2 separate regions of the Gossypium hirsutum genome follow, and region 2 is linked to region 1. The links are chromatin contacts, called in public Hi-C maps. All regions are on one chromosome and are shown on one strand. Each heading gives the region's core, a stretch centred on a gene start, on an enhancer-like site or on the middle of the called end of the contact. The rest is flanking DNA. Distances are from core to core; before and after follow the strand shown.

Region 1 (7,946 bases), core at 2,419-4,918:
ACCTAATGTTCATAAGTGTTAGAGTAACAATTTGATGTTGTCATAGAAGGGAAAAATGTTCAGCATGTTATAAAACATAAGAATAAGAGATGAAGTTTAATTTCCGAGCTTTGGGGCAAAAGTGTAATTATGTAAAAGTTTAATGGCAAAATCATAATTTTGCCAAAGCTAGAGTCGATGGCTGTTTTGGTAAATGTGAGTATTAAATAAACTAAATTTGCTATTATAGATCAAGAAGAACGGAATCTGAGGTTAGACAAAGGAAAGAATAAAGTTGAAGACTAAATGGGTGGATTTGGCTATATTTTGTACCGAGTTAAGTTTACGGTAAATAAATGAAATATTTCAATAATTATTATTAAATCTGCTATTTTCAAGAAATTATGTATTTATTTTATGAAATTATTTAATGTTGACTCAAGTATGAGAAGATAGAGAATTAGTATTAAAAAGTCTCGTTGAAACATTAGGAATGTATCGGATACAAATGTCATGACATTTGGGTAAAGAGATCCCATGTAAGACCATGTCTGGGACATGGCATCGGCATCATTGAGGTTATGAGAGGTCTCATGTAAGACCATGTCTGGGACATGGCGTTGGCACCGAGATGAGAGGTCCCCCATAAGACCATGTCTGGGACATGGCATGGGCACCGATATGAGAACTCCAATGTAAGACCATATCTGGGATATAGCATTGGCAATACAAAAAACATCCCATGTAAGACCATGTCTGGGACATGACTTTGGTATGTTGTTATCAGATATGAGACCCAAGTATCATTATTATTCCAATGTGGCTCAACGAGCTAGAAAACAAATTGTGTTCTATGAAAGTTCAGGTAAAAGCATAAATAGCAAATTCAGGTGAGTTATAAGAGTTAAGAACATATTATGTTATCAATTGAGAACCAACATTTCAGCAAGCGAAGAGTAAGCTATAATCATGAGTTATCTAAGTAAACAAGTGAACGAGTAAGAGATTAAGTAAAGAGGAAATTAGAGATCATGACACTTGAGTATATTTATTTGTGTTAAATGTTGTTATTTATTTGCTTGTAAACTTACTAAGCTTTATGCTTACTTCTTTTATTTTCCTTCTTTTATAGTATTGCAAAGCTAATTCGGGGATCTTAAAGACGTCGAAGAACGCTCACACTATCAACAACAACAACAACTCAGTATTTTATAATGATCAATGTTTGAGCTATGGCATGTATAAGGACTTAGTCATTTTGAAAGTATGTCCTTATGATATTGCTAAAGGATGATGTGTAAATATGTGATAATGTTAGCTATTAAAATGGCTAAGTAAGAATATGTTTGGTATTATGAATGCCTAGGTGATAATTTATACCTAAAAATTATGAAAGAGTAAAAATTTGCAATGAAACAGTTTTGGGACAGTAGCAGTGACATGACTTTGAAAAATCACCAATGATAGTATAAAATTAATTAGAGGGTTAATGATATATATAATTAAATCTTATTGAGTCTATTTTCATAGAAAAATAACGGTATGGGTAAAGAAAATTTATATTCTGAGATATTTGTATTTTAGTTATACAAGGTCAAAGTGGTTTTGGAATCCCCTATTCTGATTTTAGAAAACCATTAAAAATTTTACAAAAATATTTATGAGTTGTAATTTATATTTCTAGATTCCCTAATGAGTCTATTTTCTGTAGAAATAAGTGAGAACACCATATTAAAATCATACAATGATAAAATTGAATTTTAGTGATGAGAGGTCAGGACAGTCGAACAGTGAAACAGGGAAGACTTTAACTAATAAACTGTACTAATTGGCTCAACCAAAATTTCTGAAAATTTTATGGTAAGAATATATATGAGTCTAGTTTTAGGGAAAATTTACGGATCTAAATTTTGAGTTTCGTATCTCGATTTAAAATTAATTTAGCAACTGCTACGCGATTGGACAGCTTTGTTGTAAATAGTGAAATTAATTTTAAAAGCAAATTCTTATGCCTCAAACTAGTAAGTTAAGTCAAGTAACGCCTCATGCTCGACTCCGGCAACGGTCTCTGGTAAGGGGTGTTAAACAAATTATTTGTTTGGCTAATAAATAAAATGTTGGATTTGAATATTGGTAAATCCAAGTTCAATTTTATAAGATTTATATTTTGAATTTCAAAATCCATTTTAAAATTGAGAGTTTTTAAAATCTAAGATTGATTAAAAAAATATGAGAACTTTTTTATTCTATCTCCTTTTACACTTCCTTCAAAACTCAAACAATAGATAATTATTTTTATATATAATACATCATCAACGAAACTCAAGTTTTTCAAAATCGGATCAGTAGGTGAACCGTTCCGACCACCAATACTTGATTCAACCTGTTCGGCCGACTTGATAGGTTCAATTGAATAAATTATTAAAAATAAAAAATATTTAAAAATAGATAAAAACAAGTTTAATCAGTTTGACTGTTGGTTCAGCCCAATCAATCAGTCTAATGCCTTTCTCCAAACCGACACACTAGTTGGTTTCTGGATCATCCACTCTAATGCCTTTCTCTAGACCGGTACCCTAACCGATTCTCAATCTGACTGGTTAGTCCAATCTAGTTTAAACAACAATGTTCAAAATCCTCCTAAATAATTAAACTTAAAATATATATATTTTTAAAGCTTAGATTTAATTGAAATCCAAATCTAAATTTGAATTATCCAAACAATGAATTTAGATTAATTCAAAATCTTGAATTTTAAATATTTTAATTTCCAAACAAAGAATTTGGAAGTGATGAATTCATAAATAATAAACTTGAAAGTTAAAATTTTGAAATCTAAATTCTAGTTCCTAAATGCTCCCTAAAATACAGAGAACCAATAATTTTGCTTAATGTTTTTTTTTTCTATGGTTTTTTTTAAAGAATGGGTATTTGATAATTTCTATATAGATAATATACAAAGAGAACTTTGAAGGATTTAAAAACGAGTTTATTGGTCAAATTAGGAGAGCAAAAGAGAGAGCGTGTTTTATTGATCAATCGGGATATTTACAAAGCTTCTCCAAAGTCTCTATTTATAGGCATAAGAAATATAAATGAAGTAGAGATACTTCTAATGACTATTAGAATTTAAAGTACATCAAAACTTTATTAATCTTAATAGACATCCACTTAATAAGATATTTATAACAGCTTGATTTTTTTTCTATGGTTTTTCAAAGAATGGGTATTTAATATTTCTATACAAATAATATACAAAGAGAACTTTGGAGGATTTAAAAACGATTTTCCCTGATTCTCTCACGTTGTATCTAATTTTGAAAATTTTATCCACTTTTATTTTAATCTTAATTCTTATAATTTTCTAAACTTTTAAAAAGAATATCATCTTTTTTTATCTTTTTATATATAATTAGGGTCAAAATGATAGAAAGTATAAAAATTGAGGACTAAAATTGTTATTATACCAATTAAAATTTAACAATCAGATGACCAAAAGATAGTTTCAAAAACTTTAGTGATCAAATTATAATTTTTTAATTAAGTGGGCAAATTGAAAATGTATTTACTAATAGTTTACCAAAAAAATTATAATTTATTTATGTGTGTTAAGTGGGCCCAATAGATTGTTTCGTTGCCGCACTGTATCTAATAATTCATGAATTCCGAGGCCCAACTCTTTTATTTTCCCCAGCAATTACTTCCTTCTTTTATTTTACCAAAACAGAGGAAAAACAAAGCAAAAAAGATTTGAGAGATGGAGGAAGCAAAGGCAATGGCTCATCATCAACAGCAGCAGCAGCAGCAGCAGCAGCAGCAGCAATTTCTCTTACAAAAACAGCAACAACAACAACAACAGCAACAACAACAACAATTTCTTCTCCTACAACAACTTCAAAAACAAGCCCAACAAAACCAACAACAGCAGCAGCAGCAACAAGCAATTTCTAGGTTCCCTTCAAACATAGATGCCCATTTACGTACTACTCCTGGTGTTATTCATCATCGTCCCATTAACATCCAACAAAACCCTAATTCTACCCCCATTCCTAACCCTAACCCTAACCCTAACCTTAATTCCTCCCCTAATTTACAACAACAACAACAACAACAACAAACGCCACAACCACAGCCGCCGCCGCAGCAACAGCAACAGCAACCAAACCAACAGCAGAAGCAGATCCGACCCTTGAATCAAGCGGAGCTCCAGATGGCTTATCAGGATGCCTGGCGTGTTTGTCACCCAGATTTCAAGCGGCCTTTTTCTTCCCTTGAAGATGCCTGTGAGAGGTTTGTGTAGAATTTCTTTAATTTTTTATGCAAGTCATTGGGAATGGAATTCTGGGTTTGTTTGATTCTTCATTTTTTCCCTTTTGGGGTGTCAAAAAAATGAGCCTTCTTGGAAACGAAAGAATAGGTTTTCTTAGTTCTTTTTTTTTCTCCTCGAGTGAATCTGAAAAGATGGGAATTTTGAGTAATGGATTCCTTTTACCATTTTGTTGAACCTGGGCTCGCATGTCTAGCATTTGTGAATTTGATTTATAAGGAGATTTATGTTATTTTCTAATAGAAAGTAGAAACTTGTAGTCTTGCAAATCAGCTTGTGAGAATTTGGGTAGATTTCTTTTGTTAGGATAGTATGTTATATCTTGTAAAGAAATTAGGATTTTTTATTTGTTACTGGCATAAGTTTCTCGGTACTACTAGGATTGAAGGACCATTTACAAGGATATGGGAATAGGTTATATCTGATAATGTTATGCTTTTTGACATGTTGGGATTTGTTTATAAATGAGATCTCCAGAAACTGTGGGAGTTAAAGGGATGATCAAATTTGATGTTGATGTGTTTCATGTAGTCAGTTTTTGTTTTGTCTAATTCTTCTGAGATTGAAGACATATATCTAGAAGAGTATATTAATCGCATGTCTTCGTTAGAAATCAATTGGAGTTCATATGCATAAGACGGAATAAATTGATGACGTGTTCTGACACATGGCAATTTGGTGGATGAAATTATGGGATTCACCTACATATGGTTGGAAAATACTTGAGAAATACACTTTTTGCATGGTTTCTCTGCACCTAGGAGATTACATCAGTTAAAAACTTTTAGAAATGTTCATTTTCAGAGCAATGCGCCATCTGGCAGAAATCCTTTCAGCTAGAAAGTTTAGTTGCTTTCAGCTTTGTCACCTGTTTCATGGGGAAAAGTGTGAATTATTAAATAAATAAATGAATTATTAAATTTTATTCATAAGATTGTACCTTCCTTGTTGCATTGAGCTTGGCTGTCAAAATCACTGAGTGGTAGCTAACATTCATGTGTTCCTGTAAGCAAACTGTTATATTTGTATTTGCATGAATACGCTGGAGTTGGCAGAGTGACTAAATAATATTTTTTATGTCCAAGTCTTTCATAGTGTTTCGAATGTCCTCATGTCCTGCTACTATCAATTCACAAGATACTTCACCCTTTATTCAGACTTTGCTTTGCATTCCTCTTGCTTATGGTTTTTGAAACATCATGTCCTGGACTCTCTATGCATGTTCATTTCCGCTTTAAACAGGACTAAGAGTTTTTCAGGAAACACTTTTGAAGTTGGAGACAACTTTTGTGCTTCATTTGGTGTCGTCAGGCTCCGAAAATTTTTTTGTAATTGAATGTCTTTTTGTTTCCTTGCTTCTTTTGACTTGTATGACTCAATAAAACCAAGAATGTGGAATTGTGGAAATACACACACATGCATGCAGTTTGAAATTTTTTTGTTTCTACCTACGTTCTTCCTCTCAAATTTTCTCCCTTTCTCGCATCTTATGTGAGCACAGCTTTACATTATCCATGGATAATACATGGGCCTTGCTATTTTAAATTTGGCCTCTTGATGGGATTTGATATATGCTTCAAAGTTTCTGCATTACAGTGCTTCCTGCTTAATCAACATTTTTCTGAAGTTTTTTTTTTATCAAATTTCCTTCAAAGAGAGAGAGCAAGGAGAAACGAAAAAGAAAAGAAAAAGGAAATAGGGAGTAGTTATTGTGAAAATGAAATCCTTTATGATGAATGAAATCTAGCATATATGCCATATATAGCTGCAAGGGAAAATTCTCCTGAACTTTTTGATTGAATATTTTCGAAATAATATGGGGGCTCATTCATGGGAAATTTTTGGGTCAAATATTTTACAGACTTTATTTGGAAGAAAGGGTATATGGTGAAGCATAGGAAAAGCAAGCTTTTGTCTGCTAATTGCATAATCATATTGGGATAAAAATTTGATCTCTCTCTCTGTTTTTTAAACTATGTTGTGAAACTGTCAGGTTACTACCTTACCATGTAGTAGCAGACTATGAAGCAGAGGAGGATGATAAAATTCTTGATTCAGACACAACTGGCCAGATGCCATCTCGCTCCCAGCAGTGGGATAACAACATTGCTGCTAAAGTTGCAGAGTTCACAGCCACATTTGAGAAACAGGCTCTTGCCTTCAATATAATATCTCGCAAACGAGGTGTGGGGGAATTCCGATCCGAGGAAAGGCTGATGATTGAGCAAGCTCTTCTCCAAGAAGAGAAGAAAGCGTTGCTTGATTTGAGAGCAGAAATAGAATCTAGGGAGAAGGCTGGCCGAGAGGCTCATGAGGCTAAGTTGAGAATGGCAGCAATGGTTCAGGCAGAGCAAGCTCGAGCTGAATCACAAGCTCATGCTGAACTAATGGCTCGAGGACCTATAAGGGCAAACGCTCTTGGGTCTCAAGGAAACAACCTTGCAATTGGTCATGACATTCGGGAGCAGCCTCAGGGTGTAAACCCTGATGAGATGATGAATGGATGGGGTAGCAGTGCACAGAGGGATGAAAAGGAACCATCTGAAGATTTCTTGAACGATGAGGAGACTGAAAATGGAGATACAAGTGTGCAGAATGACTGGCGCGAAGTTGGGGAGTTTGATTTGAACAGTAGATAAGTCATGAAGTGCATTTGGTATCTCCGTTTCCATTAATCTCTTTTTGCCTCATTTGTAAAAGAAAACACGTAGTGAAGGCATACAAGGACAGTTTCATTATGCTCACCATTTTTGTTCTGCACTGACGGCTTTGGTTCACCCTGGTAAATGTTGTGTACAGTCAGTCACCCAGTCCCAAACCAAATGGGCATATTCAAAGCAGATCACTTTGTTTACTTTTTGTGCAAGACAACTATGAACTAAGCCGATAAGATAGATTTTGATAGGTAAGGCGTAAGGGAACTTGGAAATGGACCTCAAGAATGGCATGTGCTTTGAATGTCAAGAATCAAATGGTCGTGCATTGGAACATATTTACATTCACCAACTTGATTTTATCTATAAGCCTGTTTGACCCTTTGAAATGCATTATTAAAATATTAAAAGGGTAAAGTGAACAATTTATTATTAAAAATCTATTATTATGGGTCCAATCCGATTAGAATCTAGCCCAACTAATAAATTCATGGGTATACCAGTAAGTAATTCCACAAGTTTACTTTTTTATTGTCTTTGTTCGGTATGCCTTTGCTTGCATTTTTGCTAGATTACTCTATTAACAATATTTTTCCCTGAAAAATACAGTATGCCTCACCAATATAGTTTCATGACTACAAAAGATAACAAGACCAACTAGAAAAGGAAAAGAGCACTTGGTTTAAGATTTCTACAAGAAAGGAGGCAGTGGTCAAGCAAGAAAAACGTTAAAAATTAACAAAACCACTATAATGGTGCCTAGTACTGTGCTTTTCCCTCTTTCTCTCTTACACATCTTATTCTCATACATAGAGATGCACATGCAAAGAACATATATATCTAACATGAATCTTAAGCCCAAATGATAGTGGGAAAGAAATGAGAAAAAGAGGCATATACTATACTTTTTTTTATCCTCAAATCAAAGAAAGAAACATGGGAAGACAAGCAAGAATGCACAAAAACCTAAGCATTACCTACAAAAT
Region 2 (7,946 bases), core at 2,504-5,003, 230 kb before region 1:
ATTTTTTATGGTAATTAATATTTTTTAATAATATAAATTATGTAAATATGTAATTACAATTTGTACTATTAAACATAACATAGATAACTAAGATGTAATTATAATTTATTAGCAAACACATCTAAGGAATTATAATTCTTTGTAATTACAAGAGAGTGTAATTACTATCCTAATATTTACATTTCATTCAATTACTCTGTGCTATCTAAATAGACCTATAATGTATGTGTTAATAAAGCAATTAACTATGCTTCATTTATTTGTATTGCATTGAATGTTAGGGGCTTATAAATAGAACCCTTTTGAGTGTAAAAAAAAAAGAGATACAGACTTAAATTAGAAAATGACATTTCTTTCTGTTGAAATGCAATACATCTGTGATGGTGGCGAAGACGAATCTCGGTATTCTGAAGATCGTATTACGAAGAAAGTGAGGTTTAATGAAGGATCTGGTGATGCAGGCATGAATATGACTATAGATCTAGATTAGCCTCCTACTGTATCTTGGAAGGAAAAATAATTGGGGGGAACTCATCCACCTCTGATGGATCTAATAGTGAGAGTGAAGCGGATTTCAAACTATTGGAAGGGGATGTGAAAAAATCTGTGGTAAATGGGGTTCCAACAATAGAATTTTCATACCATATTAAACAAATACTATTCAAAGAGATAGAGACAATAGTTGTTCTGAAGATTTTGGGAAGGAGCTTTGGCTATGCTACTCTCCATAACTTGATCAACAACCTATGGAGATTGGTCAAACCTTTCCATCTTATGGATATAGAAAACGAGTATTTTTTATTGAAGTTCCATGCCATTGAGGATTATAACCGGGTGTCGACTCGGGGTCCTTGGATAATCTATGGTCAATATTTGACTGTACAACCATGGACTAAGGATTTTAGCCCGTCACAATCATACCCAAGCATCGTGATGGCTTGGATAAGACTACCGGGTCTATCGTGGTTTATGTACAAAAGGAAATAATTGAGCCTATTGGGGGTATGATTAGAAAAGTGGCAAAACTGGATTATTAGACATATAGCGAAAATAGAGGCCGTTTTGCCCGAATGGTTGTGTTTGTCAACCTCGACAAACCGTTGATTTCTCAGGTAATGGTAAACGGTGAAGTACAAAATGTAGAATATGAAGCCCTCTCGATGATTTGTTTCTCCTATGGAAAATATTTGTTGGAAAAACGAGTTTGGAAAATGCAGCGAAAAATAAATTTAGGGAAAAACCAGAGTGTTAATTTTTTTCCAAAATAGGATCTTGGTGGTGATATCTAAAGTAATAAACACTTAATCAAAATTGTACCTCTTCGATTCATCTAGGATGAACAGTTTGACCGAGTAGTCTTCTCTGCTATCCTCAAGCTCAAGTTTGCTGAGTGCGGGCTCACTTCGAATAAAAAAAATTCACAAAAATTACTAGTGGGATAACTTTGCAATTTCTCTAAACATTTGAGTCAAGTTGTAAATAAAAAATATTTATAGAAATTTTCTGGAATAATCTCTTTAGAGAATTTTCTCTCTACAACTTTCTCTTGAATTCAAGTATGTGTAAATAATGACCCAAGGCTCTCTTTATATAGGGAGAATTTAGAGAGTTTAACTATGATTAAACTTAATCACTTTAATATTAAATTAATAAAATACTATTAAGATAATTATTAAATTAAATTTAATATTAAAATATTAAAATAATATTATTTAATTTTTGGAATAATTAATCTGAAATCAAATTCTTTGGTAAAGTCCCAGTAGAAGTGTAGCTTTTCCACAACTCAACCACCGATGACCAACCGTCGTAGACCACTAGAACGTCGCCATCGTAGCCTCCGGCACCGCTGTGTCCAGTGATGCAGGTGCGACACCCTTACGACACCTTAAGCCGGTTTGGTCCGGGTCAGTGATGACCTAACTGGTCTGGTCAGGCCATCGGTTGGACCGTCGACCCACTTTAACATACTGAGTTCGATAAGACCAATTTTTGTGTATTGGTCTTGATTTTGAGCTCCCGAGTCGAATTTACGATCTTAGGTCCAACTTTCAAGTTCAATTACCCATTGAGCCACTTTTCTAACTTGAAAAGTAACTTCCAAAAATATCTTATTAATGTTAATTAATTAGATTAATTTAATTTTACTTGATCAAAATTAATTTTTCCAAAAATCACCTAGATTTTCCAAATTATTTTTTCAAAAAAATTATTTAATCAAATTCTTTAGTTGAACAATTCATACGACTACCTAATTTAATTCCACATCGAATAAATAGACTTAATTAAATTATTCCCAAAGTCGTAAAATTTTCTTCTGATTCAAATGCAACTCGATCGAGATTTTGTTGAGCTAGCGAAGGGACCAATTCAATATATACAATTAGGCTTTAGTGATTGCAATTATGTCTAGAAGCATCGTTCCGATAATTCGGAATTACTTAATCATAGAGTCAGTCCACAAGAAGTACCATGATTGAAAAATCTTTATTGTATACTCTTTACGAAAGTAATTCATCCAACTACTTTGTCCAATGACCTCGTCATGTGTGTGTTACCCTCATATGATATCATTGATTCCTTTGAGTTAAATCCGTTCACTCAATACAATCCTATTTAAACTCATTGTTACCATTGTGTATTCTTAATTATTAATATTTTCACTGTAAGAAAATGACTGTGATAAATTGCTCATTCAAGAACATGTAACCCGTGGTCACATTCCATATTTATCAATCTACACAATGCCAATGAGAGGATATGATTTACTCTTTAATTGAGTTATGAATTCCACTATTACTAGTAAAGACATGCCATACACAAGTCATGTACCCAACATATCGACTATGGGCTCGATCATATTTAGAGCATAAGCCTCCACTTATATCAAAGCACATGAGTTGCATATGCATGGTCAGTGACTAACTCAGGATTTAGGTAAATCACACCATGAATGTCACAAGTGAATTAATTCACAAACGAATTCAGAATTAATTCATCTTATGGAGTCAACTGCTCTGATAACCAAGACTAGCCATTTCCCCAATTGGAATTGTAGACGATATAATAATCCTTCTCAGTATTTAAATCAAATGCTTACTTTGATTCTTTTACGGGATTAAGGACTCATTTAGATTATCTATTGAAGTAAGTTATCTTTCTCATTTAGATTATCTACTTAGCTTCAGTTTGAACTTTACACGATCAATGAGCTAATATTTTCTTGTCATAATTTTGCTATGCATGAAAAATATAAAAAGACATAAATACAAAAGACATAACAGTGAAATGTGAAATTAACTTTATTTATTTATTTATCGTTTAAATAAATAGAAAACAATTACATGTTTACTACAATATGGGCACATTTCCCAACAATATGGATACGTGAAGGAATTATGTCCATCAGTGGTTGTAGATCTGACCCAAGATAATGGGAAATATTCAGCATTAGTAAATCCAGGTGAGACCGGAATCGGAGTTGAGGGAGCAACTGGAATGGCGTACGGGCCGTAGATGATAGTGGAAAGAAAATCACGATATGAGGATAGAGGGATTCACAGGAAAAACATCAAGCAGAAAAATGGAACGCGGTAGGAGAAATTGGGGAAATGTTAAAGGAATCGGTGATAAATTTGATGGAAAAATGACTACTGAGGAGTTCAGTGGAAAAATAAAAGGGAATAGGGCTAGGTTTAATGAGAAGAAAAAAGAAGTGTGAGCCCTTGGCGTAAATACAGGCCGTAGGGGAAAAGAGGGATTTGGGTCTTATTTGGAGCCCGATAGTCAAGGCATAATGGGTAGCAATAAGGCAATAAACTTGGGTCATTTTTCCAGTGGGGCTTTAGCAAAAAAAAAAAAGGCAAAAGGCTTGTGTAGGAATTTGAGTTTGATAAAATTAATAAGGTAAGTGCAGGCACATTTAATGCCACCGCAAGTGATAATTTTTTAAATAATTGTGTAGGTTCGATTCAAGATGTTTTGACCACTAAACGCTAATTTTACGAAAGGAAGCTCAAGAGGCCGATTTACACAAGGGAGTTATGGAATTAAATTATTTAAATCTTTCAATTTTTCCAACTAAATCTTCTATAACTGTCACAAAATTTAAACTTACTTTTGAAGAAATGAGTGGTGCAAATAATTTATTGAATAAAACTGTCCTTGATTTGGAGAAGCACTCGGTGGTTATTTTCATAAAAAATTCTGACCTAAATAAAATCCCACTTTCGTGAATAAATGATAATACAGAAAGAAGTAAAGGTAATGTGGGTATTAAAAATCGTGAGGGATAAAGATACTTCTGTTCGCATTAGTCGCAAGCTTAACTGAACCATCAAAGATCGTGAGGACCATTTTAAACAAACTGGAATCGCTTGTGTATCCTTGATAGATTCGATGAGCTTTATAATTGAGCTAATTAATGCTCAATCTAGCAAGGAGGTTGATAGAGACTCAACCTCTGATAAAGAGGAGGATCTGGGGCCTCCTAAGCAGTAAGATTGTTTTTTTACTTCTTTAAATTAATTTTAATGGATTAATCTGTGTTTTCTTGGAATTGCCAAGGATGTGCCGACAAAAGATCTTCTCGTGTTTGAGAATACAGTAGGGAATATAAACCCGATATTGTTAGTCTCATTGAGACAAGAGTAAGTGGATACAAAGCATATCAAATCATTGCCAATTTGGGTTTTTAGAATTCACAGAGTAAAGGCTACTAGTTATTCGAGGGGTATCTAGCTTGGCTGGAAAGATGATATTTCAGTTGAGGTAATTCGTAATCACCCTTAATTTATTGTTGTTCAGATTTTAAAGAGAGATCAATCCTAAGCTATTAGTATTGTTTTTGTTTATGGGAGTCCTGACAAACAAAAAATGAGGAAAATTTGGGAGGGTCTTAGTATGGTTATACATCCTAGAGGAGTGCATTGGGCTGCTATCAGTGATTTTAATGCTTTACTTTCATCTAGAAATAAAAGAGGGGGTAAAAGAGATGGAATTGGATGTTCTCTTTTTGGAGATTTTCTTAATGTGAATAATTTGCAGGATTTAGGATTTAAGGGACCACAATTCACATGGTATTGAGGAGGAATATTTAAGAGGTTGGATAAAGCGATCAGAAATGATATTTGGATTAATACTTTCCCTAGTTGCTCAGTCACCTATCTTCCTAGGATCAACTCTGACCATAGACCATTGCTCTTTTCTTTCAATTCAGAAGTCAACTTACCTAAAGGACGACCCTTCAGATTCTTGATTGGTTAGGTGGAACACCCTAACTTTTCAAATTTTGTCAAAGAAAATTGGGTTTTCAAGGGTAATATGGCAGAGGCTATCCAGTAGTCTACTTAAAATATAAATGAGTGGAATAAATTTGTTTATAGTAATATTGGCACCCATAAGAGGTAGTTGATGAAGAAACTTGTGAAGATTCAAAAGGAAATGGATAGATCAGGTTCCAACGCCTTAAGCCAGTTTGAATTAAAAGTTAGGGAAAAGTCGGAAAATATTTTACACCATGACTAGCTGCTTTGGGAACAGAAAGCTCGTTGTGATTGGTTGCAGTTTAGGGACTGAAATACTAAATTAGTTCATTATAGCACGATTTAGAGAGGGAAACATAACTAGTTTTCTACCCTAAAAAATGATAGAGGTGAATGGATTTATGACGATGAGAAACTTCGATTTAAGGCTCTTGATTTTTTTCAGAATTTGTATAGTGGTCAACATGTTAACTTGCTAAAGCTCCCTACTAACTCTTTTCCTAATCTTTATTAAAGAGGTTCCAATGGAAGAAATTAAGGATATTCTTTTCGATATGGTGCCTTTGAAAGCCTAAGGAGTGATGGTTTTCATGCTCTCTTTTTCCAAAGTCAGTGGGATCAAATTAGGGGAGCCATATGTGATTGGTTCTAGAAAGTCTATTGAAAAGTGCTAAAAGTAATATATTATAATCTCATTCTTAATGCGTTTTTGGGTGATTATTCAATGTTAATTCTGAATTTTATGCTCTCAATCCTTTAAATTTAAGTTCTTATGCTCAATAGAGCATTTGGGAGCAAAAGGAGTGAAAATAAAAAAATAGGAGTAAACTACAAGAGCCACACGGATTGACCCATTCCACACAATTGTGTGTGCAAAAGGCCATGTCGATTGAGCGAATTTGCACACTAAACAGCAGAAAAACATGATTCTTAGGTTTTTCGGGCATTCTAAGACGTATATATGACAAAAATAAGAAGACAAGAGTGAGCTGTTATAGAATATTAAAAAAAACTCGAAAAACACCATTGAAACCGATTCTGATGTAGATTTCGGTCAAGATTGAAGATTCCCAGTTGATTTCTTAGGAGATTATCATGAGTTTCTTTATTCCTTTCGGTTATACTGTATTTAGGATGTTTTTATTCTCAAGTATGAACTAATTTTCTAAATACTTAGGGGAGATAATCCCTATGATGAATTATGTCATTTGATTTTTATTTTACCCAATAAATACTTAGATCTTATTCTCAATTATGTGTGCTTAATTCTTGATTTTATATTTCTAGATTATTGATCCATGTTTGATGTGCTTAAATCAGAGGAGGAATAGACTTTTTTTAAGAGTAGGTCTTACGTAATTGAGTGGAGTTGCATGCAATCCTAGAAATAGGACGACATAAATCTACCAGATTAGAGTCAAATCTAATAGGGGAATCCATAGCACGAGTTAATGCGATAATATGGGTTTTAATTAGAAAGAAATTTCAATTAATCAACCTAGTGTCAATTGTTCTTAATCTCAAAAGAGATATTATCATAATTTAGGAATTTCCACAAATCAAGATACTAAGTAAAGAAATTGCGTAATTTCGATTGATAGTGACAAATGAAATCTAGGTACATTTTTTTCCTAGGTATTGTTTCACTTTTTGATTGTTACTCAATTATTTTCAAGTTTTGTTATTTGTCATGTTCGTCAGTTAATTAATCTAGTTAATTTTAGTTTTTAATCAATCACTCGATTTATTTGGTTAAATAATATAAAGATAGAAATTGTTAGTACTTTTAGTCTTCATGGGAACAATATCTTTGCTCACCATAGCTATACAATTAATTGATAGGTGCACTTGCCATAGTAAAAACTTTAGTTAGTTTCATGACGCATCATCTTTCTTGGTCAATCTATAGAATAGGAACTTAAGAATACCTTGGACATTCCAGTCCTTAAGATTCCAAATCCTGAACATTTTGCACATTTTCGCCCTATTAGTTTTTGTTTGGTTCTTTATAAATTTGTCATGAAAGTTATTGCTAACTGTTTCAAAGTGATTTTCCTAAAATTATTGGACAGGAGCAAGCTGGTTTCATTGCTGGGAGGAATATCATGGATAACATCATTTTGGTTTAGGAAGTAATATATTCCTTGAGGAGTAAACACAAGATAAGAGATGGGTAACAATCAAGATAGACTTGGAGAAGACTTATCATAGAGTTTGTTGGGATTTTATTGAAGCATCAATTTGAGCGGTAGGTATTCCTGAATTCCTTAAGAAGGTTATTATGTCGACTACCACAAATACATCTATGTAGATATTGAGGAATGGAGTCCTGACTCAGAAATTCAATTTGACTAGGGGTATCAGACAAGGTTGTCCCTGATCACCTTATCTTTTTGTCCTGTGCATGGAATGTCTTGGTTAGTACATTCATACCTCAATGAATATAGATAAGTGGAAGTCCATTCGTCTATCTAAGACAAAACCTGCACTCTCACATTTGTTTTTTGTAGATGACCTGGTGATTTTTGACAAAGTTGACATGGAATAGTCGTCTTTAATCAGGGAGATTCTAGATAATTTATGTGGTTTCTTCGGACACTGGTTTAATGTGAATAAGACGACAATTTATTTTTCAAAAAGATTTGACGAAGACTATGTGAGGCTTTTATGTGATACTCTCAA

What was found. A called contact is a pair of places that touch in the nucleus more often than the background predicts.
Region 2: a Hi-C map of leaf shows a contact between it and region 1, with 2.7 times the contacts expected there. The contact joins the enhancer-like site here to the promoter of LOC121215351 in region 1. A contact is called at or near these places in 2 of 34 Hi-C or Micro-C datasets (both in leaf).

The regions. Positions count from the first base shown.
Region 1 is chrD03:10,372,917-10,380,862 of Gossypium_hirsutum_v2.1, reverse strand. It overlaps LOC121215351 (putative mediator of RNA polymerase II transcription subunit 12), which reads left to right and starts at 3,668. Exons shown (of 2, transcript XM_041089737.1): 1 at 3,668-4,269; 2 at 6,300-7,296. The coding sequence starts at 3,737. The coding sequence ends at 6,945. It overlaps LOC107950659, which reads right to left. Exons shown (of 4, transcript XM_016885541.2): 4 at 7,619-7,946. The coding sequence ends at 7,938.
Region 2 is chrD03:10,603,773-10,611,718 of Gossypium_hirsutum_v2.1, reverse strand. No RefSeq gene overlaps it. Among protein-coding and RNA genes, the nearest start is that of LOC121215354, 15 kb to the right of the region's middle. Within about 2 kb of position 3,753, at least 5 of the 9 cell types and tissues checked have an H3K27ac peak or open chromatin away from gene starts, as enhancers often do. A contact at or near this core is called in leaf, where this site is marked.